2 separate regions of the Mus musculus genome follow, and region 2 is linked to region 1. Evidence: chromatin contacts called from public promoter capture Hi-C data. All regions are on one chromosome and are shown on one strand. The core of a region is the stretch at or near the end of the contact, and the rest is flanking DNA. Distances in the headings are between cores, read along the strand shown.

The links. Capture Hi-C pulls out chosen DNA fragments and counts their contacts.
Region 2: a promoter capture Hi-C map of liver shows a contact between it and region 1. The contact joins the promoter of Nat2 here to the promoter of Naf1 in region 1. A contact is called at or near these places in 3 of 484 Hi-C or Micro-C datasets (CD4 T cells, Th1 cells and erythroblasts), 1 of 115 datasets of contacts at active chromatin or transcription factors (memory CD8 T cells) and 1 of 9 other capture datasets (liver).

Annotation. Positions count from the first base shown.
Region 1 is chr8:66,857,724-66,864,770 of GRCm38.p6, forward strand. Naf1 (nuclear assembly factor 1 ribonucleoprotein) reads left to right here and starts at 2,494. Exons shown (of 8, transcript NM_001163564.1): 1 at 2,494-3,323; 2 at 6,815-6,977. The coding sequence starts at 2,644.
Region 2 is chr8:67,490,838-67,497,884 of GRCm38.p6, forward strand. It overlaps Nat2 (N-acetyltransferase 2 (arylamine N-acetyltransferase)), which reads left to right and starts at 4,038. Exons shown (of 2, transcript NM_001168577.1): 1 at 4,038-4,065. It overlaps Nat1 (N-acetyl transferase 1), which reads left to right and starts at 131. Exons shown (of 1, transcript NM_008673.2): 1 at 131-1,694. The coding sequence starts at 137. The coding sequence ends at 1,009.

The DNA of each region.
Region 1 (7,047 bases), core at 1,244-3,743:
AATCCTTTTCCCTCTTATTGTTGTGGGGCAGTTACAAAATATCAGCTTCACTGAGAAAAGTCTGAGCTTTCCTTAGAAGGATTAGCTTTGTTTTAAGGTTCAAAAAAGTTGCATCTGTGTGGGAGAAGTCTTGTTTTCTGGAAATCTCTGAGGCCAGCAGCCTCACACTGCTAAATGGTCTGTAGCGAGGACCTTTGAAATATGCTTGAGCCAGGTTTATGGCTACTGAGAGTATTATAGTTACGTTACTTCCCAGACTGCACACTGCAGTTTCTTACCTTCTTCTACTTCACAAATATCTCTTGTTTTCCAACTTATCTTTTTTACTGAACTATGAATTCCTTCTGAGGAGGATTGTGATTCATTAGTCTTCTTATACAAGCAAGCTATACAGCAGTGCATAGCTCAAAACAATGCTAAGTAAACAATTTTGGAATGAGCAGATGAGTTCTGGAATTCTCCTTGAGCTCTGCTTCTGATCCTAACTCTTTATTGATTGCTTGTCTTGTATCTTTAAATTTCCTTTAGCATTTTCAATTGACTACGATGTTTTTTTCTGAGTCAATTTTAAACAGTCATTAGCATTTTTTCAACTTCTCCAGTTTTACAGGTGTCTTAATCAGGGTTTCTATTCCTGCACAAACATCATGACCAGGAAGCAAGTTGGGGAGGAAAGAATGTACTCAGCTTACACTTCCATACTGCTGTTCATCACTAAAGGAAGTCAGGACTGGAACTCAAGCAGGTCAGGAAGCAGGAGCTGATGCAGAGGCCATGGAGGGATGTTAGTTACTGGCTTGCTTCCCCTGGCTTGCTCAGCTTGCTTTCTTATAGAACCTAAGATTACTACCAGCCCAGGCATGGCACCACCTACGAGGTGTCCTCCCCCCTGTATCACTAATTGAGAAAATGCCTTAAAACTGGATCCCATGAAGGCATTTCCTCCTTTCTCTGAGATAACTCCAGCTTGTGTCAAGTTGACACAAAACCAGCAAGTACAATAGATAACATCAACTTCTTTGTTCTTTCCTAGGTCACAAATTTTCTAGTACCTTGTTAAGGTCTTAAGATTTTGAATTGTCATTTATTCTACCTCATTGACTTAACCCCTAGTTTAGACTGCAATCATCTAATTTCTGAAAAAAATATAACATTTTGCTGCCCACAGAAATATTCTAAATAACATGTTGTCTCTTCTAAAATTCAGCTGTGTATCTCTACATATCAGTCATTATCAATGATACATATTATTCATAAATCCATGCTTTGGTTCACTTTGCAGGGGTATCTGTACAATGAATGCATGCTAGACAAGTCTTGCTTCTCTATACCATCTTATTTAATGTTCTATAAACTAAATGAGATAGTATTTTTGTCTGTATTCTACAGGTAAGTAAGATTTAGTTACACCCGGTTGCATATTTCAAGAAAAATGATAGAATTGGGGTTTTAGGATATGAGTATTTACTTGGGAAATATTGCCTTAGTACCTACCGTCTTGGATTTCTATTTCATCTGGAAGGGTTTCCAGGACACAGCCCACCAATTTTAACTTTCCATTGTTGTGCCTTTGAACAGTCTATTCTATACTTCAATTCTCTGCCAAGGATTCACCTTTGCTTTTAAAACTCACATTGGATTGTAAGCATTGTAATGTGCAGGAATGCCTGGATTGCTTCTTCTTTTACTTTAACTGAGAGTCTTCTATGGAGCTCCTACAATCAATTGTCAGTAAATAACATATAAAATTTTACATAGTCCTTCATGAATATGTATGCCTACTAAGTTGTTGCAATATTATTAGGTGAGACATTGATGCATCAAATTGAAGACCCAGAAAACCAGAAAAGTTTGATCTTTTCCTAAATCTTCTTTTGTAGTCTTGGCCTGTCCTGGAACTAGCTCAGTAGACCAGGCTGGCATCAAAATCACAGAGATCCACCTACCTCTGCCTCCTGAGTGCTGGGAATAAAAGCATGCACCAACACCTGGCGATAACTCCCCAAGTCTTAAGAACTTGGTGCTTGAGTGCCTTACAATCTGACGAAAAGATCTCCAGATTAAAATGCTACATTTTAGAGTCACCCCACACTTCCTATGAAGCAGCATCAACTATGATATAGCCCTGCCATAACATTATCAGTAAAATCCTTTACAACTCTTGTCTTTTCAATATACTGGAGAAAGAAAAGTATTGTTTTTTCTCTCACGGTGAGAATGTAAATGTGGTTTTATTTTCATTTAACTTTCAAGATAAATTACTAAAAGCGTCTTTTGAAGACGTTCTGACTCAAGATTCTCAAGTACAGAAACTAGTACTATAATCCTCATTCATTCCCACCACGCCTGGAAGCCCTCGCTTTAGTGAGCAGCACAGTTCACCAGAAGCAGTGAACTTGGCGGACTTAGGACCGCGCGGAAGCCAAGTTTCCTCCATAGTTGGAATCCTTCAGCCCCTGGGAACCGGCGTCTCGTTCATGACGTCACCGGCCCTCCCGGAAGTCCCGTGAATGATGCCGGGGGCGTGTCCTCAGGTCGGTCCGCGTGCGGTTACCTGAGAAACGCGCGGGCTTCAGCGTGGCCGAGTTGGCTAGCTTGGCTTCTGAGGAGACCCTCGCGCTGCTCTGCGGCCCGGGCGGCGCCATGGAGGTGGTGGAGGCCGCCGCGCAGCTGCAGACGCTCAAGTTCGGCGGCTCCGGCCAGGGGTCGGCAGCACCGCAGCCACCTGAGGATCGCCGGGAGGCCCCGCCGCCGGGGGTGCAGCCGCCGCCGCCAGCCCCGAGCTCGGATCCCGGCGGAAGACCACCGCCGCTGCCAGCCCCGAGCTCGGATCCCGGCGGAAGACCACCGCCGCTGCCAGCCCCGAACTCGGATCCCGGCGGAAGACCACCGCCGCTGCCAGCCCCGAGCTCGGATCCCGGCGGAAGACCACCGCCGCTGCCAGCCCCGAACTCGGATCCCGGCGGAAGACCACCGCCGCTGCCAGCCCCGAGCTCGGATCCCGGCGGAAGACCACCGCCGCTGCCAGCCCCGAACTCGGATCCCGGCGGAAGACCACCGCCGCCGCCAGCCCCGAGCTCGGATCCCGGCGGAAGACCACCGCCGCCGCCAGCCCCGAACTGGGATGCGGGCGGAAGACCACCACCGCCGCCAGCCCCGAACTCGGATCCCGGCGGAAGACCGACTCCGCCGCTGCCAGCCCTGAACTGGGATGCGGGCGGAAGACCACCGCCGCCGGGCGGGGCCTGGGTCACCGGCCGGAACGCCGCGGAGCCGCCGCCAGTGCTGCAGGCCTCGGACTCCTCGGACTCGGATTCGGACAGGTCGAGTGCACGAGAGGCCGGAGGGGGGCCGGGGACACGGGGCCTGGGGAGCGGGGCGCGCGGGCGTGCTCTGCGGGGCGGCGCAGCCGAGCTCCGTGCCACGTGCTCTCTGGGAGCTGGGACCCCGGGCTCGCCGGAGTGCTTCCCATGGTCCCAGCTACTTCTAGGAGTTCCCGCTTCCTTTCCAAACGTGATAGTCCCCAAAGTTACACGTGAAGTTAGTCACATGTTTGCAGTGTAGAAGCCTCGACGTTGGTAGATTATTTGTAAAATTACTCTGCTATGTTATTACCATAGGAACTCAGTTTAACATGTGCATTGGGGTTAGAAATTCTGACTCTTGTTTCAGTTCAGAATTGCTACGTTTTTCGTCGAGACTACTTTTTTGAGACCTCAGGAGTTAAGGGTCAGGAACAGGATTACCTTATGTTTCAAACTTCATTGCCCCCCTTTCCAGCGAGGATCTGGTGTAGCCCAGACTGGTCTGTAGCCTGGGAGGCTGACGTTGAACTCCTTGGTCCTCCTGTCTCCACCCTCCCAAGTGCAGGGTTGTACAACCATCCACTACTGTTCTCTACAAGTTGCTTCTTGACAGTTAATGGTATTCTGTAGACTCTTCATAGGGAGCTGGGTTCTATGAAATTTGCAAACCAGTTTCTTGGTATTTGGGGCTCTGTGCTTTACACAGACATTTCCTCTGTGTGTTGTTCATTTGTGGAAGAAGGCCCAGAACATAGAAGGCTATCAAACTACAAATGTTTGAGTAAGCATGGGGTGAGGGGGTTTCGGGAGATGGAACACTTTTAGGAAACCACTGAGAGAGGCAAGGGAGAATGGTTTCTACAAAAAGGAGAAGGTGTGAAGAGATTGGTGGAGGGAGCTAAGCCAATTATGAACAGCTTGGTTTTTTGGCAGTTCTAAGATGGTAGTCATCTTGTAAGCAGAGCCTGCACTATTGGGGAACAGATACAGGGGGTCGATCAGGAGCCAGAGTTGGAAAGGAAGCATGGGATACAGTCAGTAGTATTGGGAATTGACTTGTGACCCGTGTGGCAGAGGATACTACCTGTGTGCTAGGTAGATAATGTTTTGTTAATAGAACCATTCATTTCAAGTGTTTGATAATCGCTGTGTGACTTTTTCTGGGGAGATGTGAACAGACATCTCTTCATTCCAGTTTGTGCACCCAAGCCTAGCTCCATGAGCAATGCACATATTGTGCTTCTATTCAAGAGCATGGGTGACTCAAAGGTAGCTGTATCATGGGCAAGCCCACGTAGCTTGGGTGACAGAAAAGTAGTATCAGTGGAGCTCCTTGCTGTGGTGGCAGCTCTACCAGCAGTCTGCCCAGCAGTTTACTGCTTTTAGAACTTCAGGTTAGGGCCTTGTGAGTTTCACTAGTTTCCTGATTCTTCTAGGCCCTTCTCCTCCCTCTAGGAGCCAGGGCTTCAGTTGGGAGGAAATAGTTACACAGCGGTAGCCCAAACTAGTTTTTAAGAAGTTGTGGGCAGCCTCCAGTAGCAATTTGAAAAGTGCACTGGAGAATCAGGAAGGAGAGTGATTTGTAGGCAGGGGTGACATGGCATACATATCTTCTAGGCTGAAGTACTTCAGGCAAATGACAGTATAATTGCACAATAGTGAACATACCAGGAGTTTAGAAAGTTCCGTGCACTCGGAGGCTAGAATTAGGCTTCATGTATGTAGTGGGAGGAGCAAGGTTCTCAAACGTGCCAGAAACCTGATTTTGAGGCAGTCTAAGGCTGACATACAAAGGAGCATGTGTCTTTTTTATCTTGTCCACAGTATAGCTATTTTGGAGGAGAATTAACATTTTTCTCTGAATATTTTCTTAGTTTTAAGTATAAACCCATATAGCTAGTGTCTCAGTATTTTCCTAGTTGAATGTTATTGGAACATTTAAAGCTTGTATCTGTTATAATTGAAAAATTTTTTTGTCATATAGCATATTCTGATCATGATTCAACTCCCTTGTCTCCTCCCATATCTTCCTTGCCTATCCAAGTTCACACCTTCTTTCTCCATCTCTTTAGAAAGCAAATAGGCAAATAGAGAGCATTCTCTCTCCAGGGTCTCAGTTGGCTAAGGGTGGCTGGCTTCAGACTTGGTATGTAGCCAGGGATGACCTTGAGTTTCTGATTCCCCTCTTCTGGGACAGCCAAGGTTTCAGCCATGTACCACCAGAGTCAGCTCAAAGTGAACATTCTTTTATTTGAACACAGCGCTACTACCACAATCATAAGTACTGTCTTATAAGATTATTCTTATCTCTTGTCATATTTATGTCTATTTACATCAGTTGTAAGTTTTTCCTTTAAAACACGATGGGGAGCTCTCTTGGATGAATGGTCACAAGAATGCTAAAGTGACTGTAGTGGGTGGAGAGAAGTTAGGAGAGAGGCTGTGCTTGGTATTGGTACAGCTATTACAGAAAAGGTGGGAATGATGAGGAAGCGGAATAGGGTAGGAGACTGGACTTTCTGATAGACCAAGTAAGAAGAAGCTTTTAAAATGATCCCAGGGTCTCACCTACCATGACTGGAGGAAGACTGAGTAGTGAAATAAAAAGATGTTCCAGGAAAGAAACCCATTCAATAAGAAGAATAACTTTTCCCTCCTTGCTCTTAGCTTGATGGAAATATGAGGTATGTACAGTTCATACAGCCCTGATTGGTATATGCCTAGGTCTTAAAACTCTAGATTAGTAATGTCAGGACTGAAAACGGAGGCATTTATTTGTACATGGATGAAGATTGAGATTACCGGCATGAATGTGACTATGGGTAAAACACGTAAAAATAGCACATAAAATGGACTGAAGTAAGGAGGCTAGTTGAGTCAAGCCAAAAAAGTTTTCAGGGTTGAGTGGTCACCATGGCAACTTTGAAGCATTCCAAGGTGAGAAGAAACTCATTAACTAGTCTCCTTCATAAGTGAATCAGACAGGTACTTGGCCTAGAGTTACCATTAGTTACTGATTGTCACATGCTTGATTATTATTTGTAGAGATTTATAACAAGGTACTGTTAGGCCAGAAAGGGCTTAGGTTTTGTATAACTTTAGTAGTTATATAGCCAATGTCAAAAATGGCCTCTCCCCACAATTATCCTTCATCCCAGTGTTACCCTGACTTTCTCATGGCCTTTCATCCAAATGAGTTCTGTTCTTGTTTTAAGTCAAGGATTTAAAAATAAACAAAATAATCTGGGTGCTGTGGTGTACATCTTTAATTCTAGCACTTAGGAGGCAGAGGCAGGCAGATATCTGTGAGTTGGAGGCCAGCCTGGTGTACAGAGGGACTTCCAGGACAGCTAGGGTCCAAGGAGAAACATTGTCTTGAAAAACCAGAACAAACAACAAACTAATATCCCACCAACAAAGTCAGTTTGAAATGTTAGTTTCCTACTTGGAACAAGGTTTTATTTTAATCATAATAGTACTTGACCAAGTTTTCAACTTTTCCTCTATAGTGAAACAGATTCAGATAGCTCCAGCTCCTCCTCTTCGTCGTCCTCTTCATCTTCATCCTGTGTATCATTTCCTCCTGTGTTGTCAGATGGAGATGAGGATTTTCAACTTGAGAAAGAAAATAAGAATTTTCCTCTTAAAACAAAAGATGAATTGCTTCTTAATGTAAGTACTTACATTGATTGTTCCGAAAATGTACCTCCTCTTGGCTTTTTGCATGTACCTCTGATGGGCT
Region 2 (7,047 bases), core at 2,788-5,287, 630 kb after region 1:
TGCCTATGAGATAGTTAGAGGCATTTTTATGTATACGTGTTAACAGTAGATTCTAGCTACAGATAGCTGACTCTGGGACACCTACAAGAATTGTTGTAATGTTTGTCTGCTTTCATTCTGTTTGCCTTAGGGGACCATGGACATCGAAGCATACTTTGAAAGGATTGGTTACAAGAACTCAGTGAATAAATTGGACTTAGCCACATTAACTGAAGTTCTTCAGCACCAGATGCGAGCAGTTCCTTTTGAGAATCTTAACATGCATTGTGGAGAAGCCATGCATCTGGATTTACAGGACATTTTTGACCACATAGTAAGGAAGAAGAGAGGTGGATGGTGTCTCCAGGTTAATCATCTGCTGTACTGGGCTCTGACCAAAATGGGCTTTGAAACCACAATGTTGGGAGGATATGTTTACATAACTCCAGTCAGCAAATATAGCAGTGAAATGGTCCACCTTCTAGTACAGGTGACCATCAGTGACAGGAAGTACATTGTGGATTCCGCCTATGGAGGCTCCTACCAGATGTGGGAGCCTCTGGAATTAACATCTGGGAAGGATCAGCCTCAGGTGCCTGCCATCTTCCTTTTGACAGAGGAGAATGGAACCTGGTACTTGGACCAAATCAGAAGAGAGCAGTATGTTCCAAATGAAGAATTTGTTAACTCAGACCTCCTTGAAAAGAACAAATATCGAAAAATCTACTCCTTTACTCTTGAGCCCCGAGTTATCGAGGATTTTGAATATGTGAATAGCTATCTTCAGACATCGCCAGCATCTGTGTTTGTAAGCACATCGTTCTGTTCCTTGCAGACCTCGGAAGGGGTTCACTGTTTAGTGGGCTCCACCTTTACAAGTAGGAGATTCAGCTATAAGGACGATGTAGATCTGGTTGAGTTTAAATATGTGAATGAGGAAGAAATAGAAGATGTACTGAAAACCGCATTTGGCATTTCTTTGGAGAGAAAGTTTGTGCCCAAACATGGTGAACTAGTTTTTACTATTTAGGGTAAGGAGCAAAATTGTTCTCCATTGTTATTTCATAGTCTTAAACCTTCTAAACATATGCAAATGTATCCATAACAGAAATCACCCAGTCCAATGCTGACCAACTAATGACTTGTTGTATCTTCTATTTCCTAGATTTTATAAAACGAAATCCTACTCCTCCTGTCATTTCACCAATAAAAATAGCGTCAGTTATACTTGAATAAAATAAATATATTAATGGATGTAACAACAATCCTTTCAATATTAATCAACAAAAATTACTTAATGAAGATGTGGAAATCTTTGGAGCCATATTGACTTGTAGTAGAAGCCTCCCACCATCATTTTATTGTTGAACTCACATAAAAAGTGGTTGAATATGAATAATCAGAGAATAGCAGGTATAAAATTCAGCCAGAATAAATCTGATGTCCATGGTTTACAAGAAACCACATTCACAACTTAGGATCAGAATAAAGCAAAGAAGAATGAGACATCATTTCAGATTCAGGTAACTTACCAGTCCTCAAAACAGAACTCAAGCCAGTGCACCCGGGCTCTGTGAGTGGGTGCCAAGACAACGACATGGCTTAGAATTTCTTCCAGAGCTAATTGTGCAGACGTAGTTCCTTTTACATTGGATTTTTTTCAAACTATGAGAATACTTTAGAATTATGCAATTGATTTATACATTATATAATACTCTTTATAGCCTACAATATATGTTACCTGAAAAAATATTGTTTGTCAAGTATATTAAATGTTAAATATATTAAAATAATATTGGCTAGTAAAGTGGATCAAAGGCTTCTTGGAGGTATTGAGATATGATAAGGGTTGGTGTTCTCTTTAAGTTGTGTGTCCCTTTCCCCCCAGTGTAATAACCTTGCTACATTCTTCTGCTTCACTCTAAAGTTTAGCTTAAAAAGAAACAAGCAAGAGACAAACATGGTTCTTAGTGGATCTTGGAGGTCACACTCTGAGCACATTACTGGGTAAACTTGTGGATCTGATTCAAGATGTAAAACAGTTTGAGACATACATATATATTCAGTACCAGACATAAAGGCCACAAATATAGGGATACGGGGGTAGTTCCCAGGTTAGACTGCTGGTCTAATGTGCTGAAAGCCCAGAATATGGTTTACAGCACTTCTGCACACAAACGTATTCTGCTCAGGGTTGAATGAATAATAGTGGTAATTATTTCTAAGTCTTTGTAGCTTTCTTTACCTCATTCCTGCTTTAGCTCCCATTCACATTGCCAGCTGCCTACTGTGTGCTTGCTGAGAATAGAGTCAGGGATGTAAATGTATGGCTTGTGCCCCAGAATCTGAATATTTAACCTCTCTGTACTTCCTGCTTTCTAACTGGATTCCATAAGAGGGTCAGGCCACAATACTTGAAGCAGCCTTCTCTCCATAGCTACGGGTACTGCTGGACAGGTTCCTTATCATCGGAGAGTCCGGAGCTATCAGGATTCCCAGGGCCAGTTACCATCAAGGGAAGTGTTGGCTTTTGCACAGTTGCTGTCACACAACCCGATCCCCAGCCCCTACCTACATTCCTGCTTGGGAGTCAGAGATCCTGGCTGCAGGCTCTTGCTATGAACTTCCCCCATCCTCACAAGGGATAAAAGGAGGCTCCCTCTTCTGGCCCATCCTCTTAGTCTCTTCAGAGACTCCACCAAACTGTCTGTCCATTGAGCTGAGCCCGAACAATTCTTGGAGCCCTGTCTTACTGTTGTCTCTGTGTCTATATGCCAATGCTGTTAATAACTTTTTCAATAAACCCATTATTGCCCAGTAATCCAGCCCAGAGACCTCTTGAATACCCTTCTCCATGCAGATTCCAATGCCAGGCCTCTAGTTTGCACTGCATAGCCAGTATTCCTCTCAGTCCTCGTCTGGTAGTGATCATATTAAGGTAAACGGAAAAGCAAGAGCTGAGATATTACCAAAGCTATAGGTTACATTGCCACAGTGATGCTTGCTTTATCTTGTGTTTGTGGAAATGGGCTCGTGTAGCCCAAGCTGGCGTTGAACTTGCTGTGTAGCCCAAGATGACCTTGAGTTCTTGATGGTCTCCCTTCACTTCTCAAGTGCTAGGATTGTGGGTATCAGCCACAGGGTAGCTGTTTTGTTGTTGTTGTTGTTGTTGATTGGGCTTTGGTTGTAGGAATGTAAGAGTTTGGAAGTTCTAGTTTAGGTATAAAACTATACAAGCAGATTGCCAACCAGTGGTTGTTGTTAACAAAGGAAGCAAAATCCCTCAGAACCATGCAGAGAGGTATTGCTGTGCATGCGTCACAGTGACCCAACTGAGCAGATAGAAACTGGGGATATAGTTCTATAACTCACTTCTCCTCACCTGAGCCACACCCGACTACATGCCACCAAGCATAAATTTAGGAATCTATTTTGACAACCCAGAATATAAGAACAGTGTGTGCCAAGGAGTCTTTAAATTATAGTGTACAGGGAAATAGCTAAGAAACAGCAAGCATTATCTACAAGAATCATTAGTATAAATCGAAAACAGAAATACATAGGACAGTTGTCGTTTTTTTGCAACCCATATCCGGACACACGTCATACACATTCCACAGTGTCTTTGGATAGAGCAGTAAAAGGACCTGAAGATGAGAAATGAAAAAGAAATAAGGGGGAAAACAAAACTTAGTGGAAGGAAAGGCATACATTAGGAATGTGGGTGACATGTGGTAACCGCTTCCTCCTCTACGTCCTTGATCTGCTTTGCAAGAGCCTATTTCAAGCTCTGACCTCTCACAGGCTCCCAGAGATCATAAACTCTGTGAAATGCAAACCTATCACGAGAAATGCAAAAATATCATGATATCTCACGCAAAGAACGGACTAGAGAAAGAGTTCACCAGGGTTAAGTGAAGCCCTACAACTACATTTCCCAGAGATCCTTGAGATGGTTTAAAAAAAAACTAAGCATAAGGGGCGGAGCAACTTGAACAGCCAATAAGAGCTCTTCCTTTGCAGACCAGGGAACTGAAACTCACTCAGCTTACTTCCTGGTCCGCCCGGTTGCAGTCCTGGTAGCGGGTAAGTGGGGGCTCCCTAATAGATTTGGAAATCAGGATTTCTTCCTCTTCCAGAAGGAAGACCGGGAGAGAACAGCACAACACAGTCCTGACTTTCCAGGCCCAAGTTCTTTTAGAAAGTTTGGGTGGCACATACTTCGAAGCCAAGCTAGGAATACTTTGCAGTACACAGGTGATTCTGACAAATGTTTTGTTTAAGTAGGTGACAGGCAGCCACATTCTATTAGATTTGAAGAGCCATTTAGTTCCTTTTATGCTGTTTCCTTATCAGTCACAAATGAACTAGTAATGGTGTTTACTTAAAGGGTTTCTGAGCGTTCAGGAGGTGCGTTAACAGCATAGGAAACCAATCCCTCCAATTTGTTCCCTCTGGGACTCTTTAACAATGTCATTCACTGCATTTCCAGAGGAACTCTTGGAAGTACTTTTGTCATGCTTGAAGAAGGGTAAGTGTGTAGGGTCTTAAGGAACACCAGAAAATCGACTACTTCCTGTGACTTAAGACTGAGACGTTACCTTGGAACACAGTCGACAGGTTTACTCAACAGTGTGGTGCCAGCTCATGCCAAAAGTCCTCGGAGCTAACGCCCCGTGACCCATGGACCCTGATATCATGAACTCTATTCTGTACTTTGGGCATAATGTCAACTACATTGCTTGGCTCTTTTCTGTTAACAGTTCTGCTCTTTCTCCAGCTCCGGTTTGACTGCCTCAGACTCAAAGCAACTGACTCCACCCCGACTTTAAAAAACAAAAAACAAAAACAGACAAATGCCAACTCTGATTTTATTATATTTTATTTTTTTAAGCTTCCTGCTAAAGACTAACTGTATGGTTTTACCATTTTTATCCATGGCGCGTATTTCTCTTGCCCTTTGCTAACCCTATTAGATTGTTTGCCTAGTAGCATCCCCTGCCTCTGCCTGGCTGTTGGAGGCCTTTACTCGCAGCCTTGGATGCCATGTAGGTTTTCTGTAACCGAAGTGCAGCTTGTTAGTGCTCTTTGCATATGGCCAAGCCAACAAGTCTAGTGTCTTCCACCCAGTTAATCAAAAAGATGGCTTAGGGTTGTCAACAGAGTTGGATTCTGTGGGCTTCAGGAAGAGAAATGAAAGAGAAAAGAAAAGGAATTAAGGGAGAAAATAGTACACATACAAAATTACAAGCAGTCCATTAGCTCTCATTACAACTTCACTGAATATCAGCAGTAATCCATGCAATAAATATATCGGCCCCTAATGGTGAATCCTCCTTCTAGTCTGACTACTGTCAGAAACCTATCATAGCTTTCTCCATCCGGATTGATCTTCTCTATTTTTTTTTCCTATGTTGGCTTCTTGTTCACAATTCCATTTGGCAAAGAATAAGGAGTTCTCTTACTAAAACAACCAGAAATCAGTGTTTTACATGAATGATGCAGAGGTTCTAAAGACACAGAGTTAAAACCAGGAAAGTTCTGCACAGCAGCCTGGTCTTTGGAGGCTATATCTAAAAATGACAATTTGTGATTGGTATGCCATATCATGTAGGGACAAATGACAGCAGCTGGTATAAATAACTATTGCATATTGGTTATTTGACTAAATAAATATTCCTGTGATCTTCAGAAAGCAGCAAGACTTTTATAGGTTACTGAAGACCCTCCAGAAACCCCCACTTAGTGTGTTTTAATCTGGTTATTGCAGTTCTATGGAATGAACTTGAAGCTGACCAAACTCAAATTCCCCCAAATCAGATGCCGAGGCAAAGTTACATGACTGAGTGAACTGAGGAAGTGCTGGGGTGTGTGTGTGTGTGTGTGTGTGTGTGTGTGTGTGTGCAGTCCTGCCTGTATAGGTTATAAATCACAAGTTTGCCCACACAAAAGCAAGGAAGCTATTCCTTCAAGGCCTTGTATCAACAAGTCCTTGGTCCAGAGCTGTGCTGGGAGGCCAACTTGACAATTATTTATGCAGCCTTTACCAAAAGAAGCAAGGGAGGCCCAGAAGCCATTGTGGAGACCTCCAAATCGCCTATGGAGTGTAAGGCTTTAGATATAAGCATAAAGGCCATGCCTCAGACATGGTGGGAATGGAAAAAAGAATCTACAGGTCTAAGTGAATTACTGACAGGATTATCACAAGCTCACTTTGGTCTTGAATCTTCTCCAAGCTCCTGTGCCCACTTGTGTGTGGGTGCACAAGCATGCCATGTTCTCTGTTCTTCGGTATATGTGGTAGACAGATGTGTAAAGGGTTTCGTGTGAGTCGTGGTGTATTTTACACTGTACTTAGCTTTTATTATCATCAATATTGTGTCTTTCTGTCTGTCTTTTAGTAAATGCCTTTACCCACTGAGTCATCCCACCAGCCCCATTGTGTATTTTCTTCAGTGTATCTTTGTCATTTTAGTTAAGGTGTGTGATCCAAGTCTTCCTGGGCTCTGTCTGTCCTTATTTTACTGCATATAGTTTTGCCTCACATGGCAATAATGATTGGCCAATCTCTATTGCTATATGAGGCATATCTATGTCTATGGAGGTATTTATCTAGATTAGGGATTTAGTTCGTCTTATGGTTTAGGTACAGAATGAATAGCTCAAATGCGGAAGGCTGATCCCCAGCTGCTGCGGCTGTTGGGTAGTGATTAGTTGTGAATGTTCACACCTCATGAATGGACTGAGTGGGTTCACAGCTGAGTGGCTTCTTAGGAAGTAGGGCCTGGTGGGAACAAGTGCATCACTGGGGGTGTGCCATCAAGGATACATCTTGCCACTGACTTTTTCCACTTTGTCTACTTCTTGGCCATGAAGTGAGGTTTTTGCCTTGCCATGGCTGCTACCATAACACTTCTGTCTCAACACAGACCCACACACACTAGCAGAGCCAGCTCACCAGACACTGATGGCTCTGAAATTATGACCCAAAATAGAGCTGTCTTCCTGCAGGTGTTTTGCTTAACATGTGTGTTGCTTTCTAATCACAGTGGAAGGTAGCTAACCACT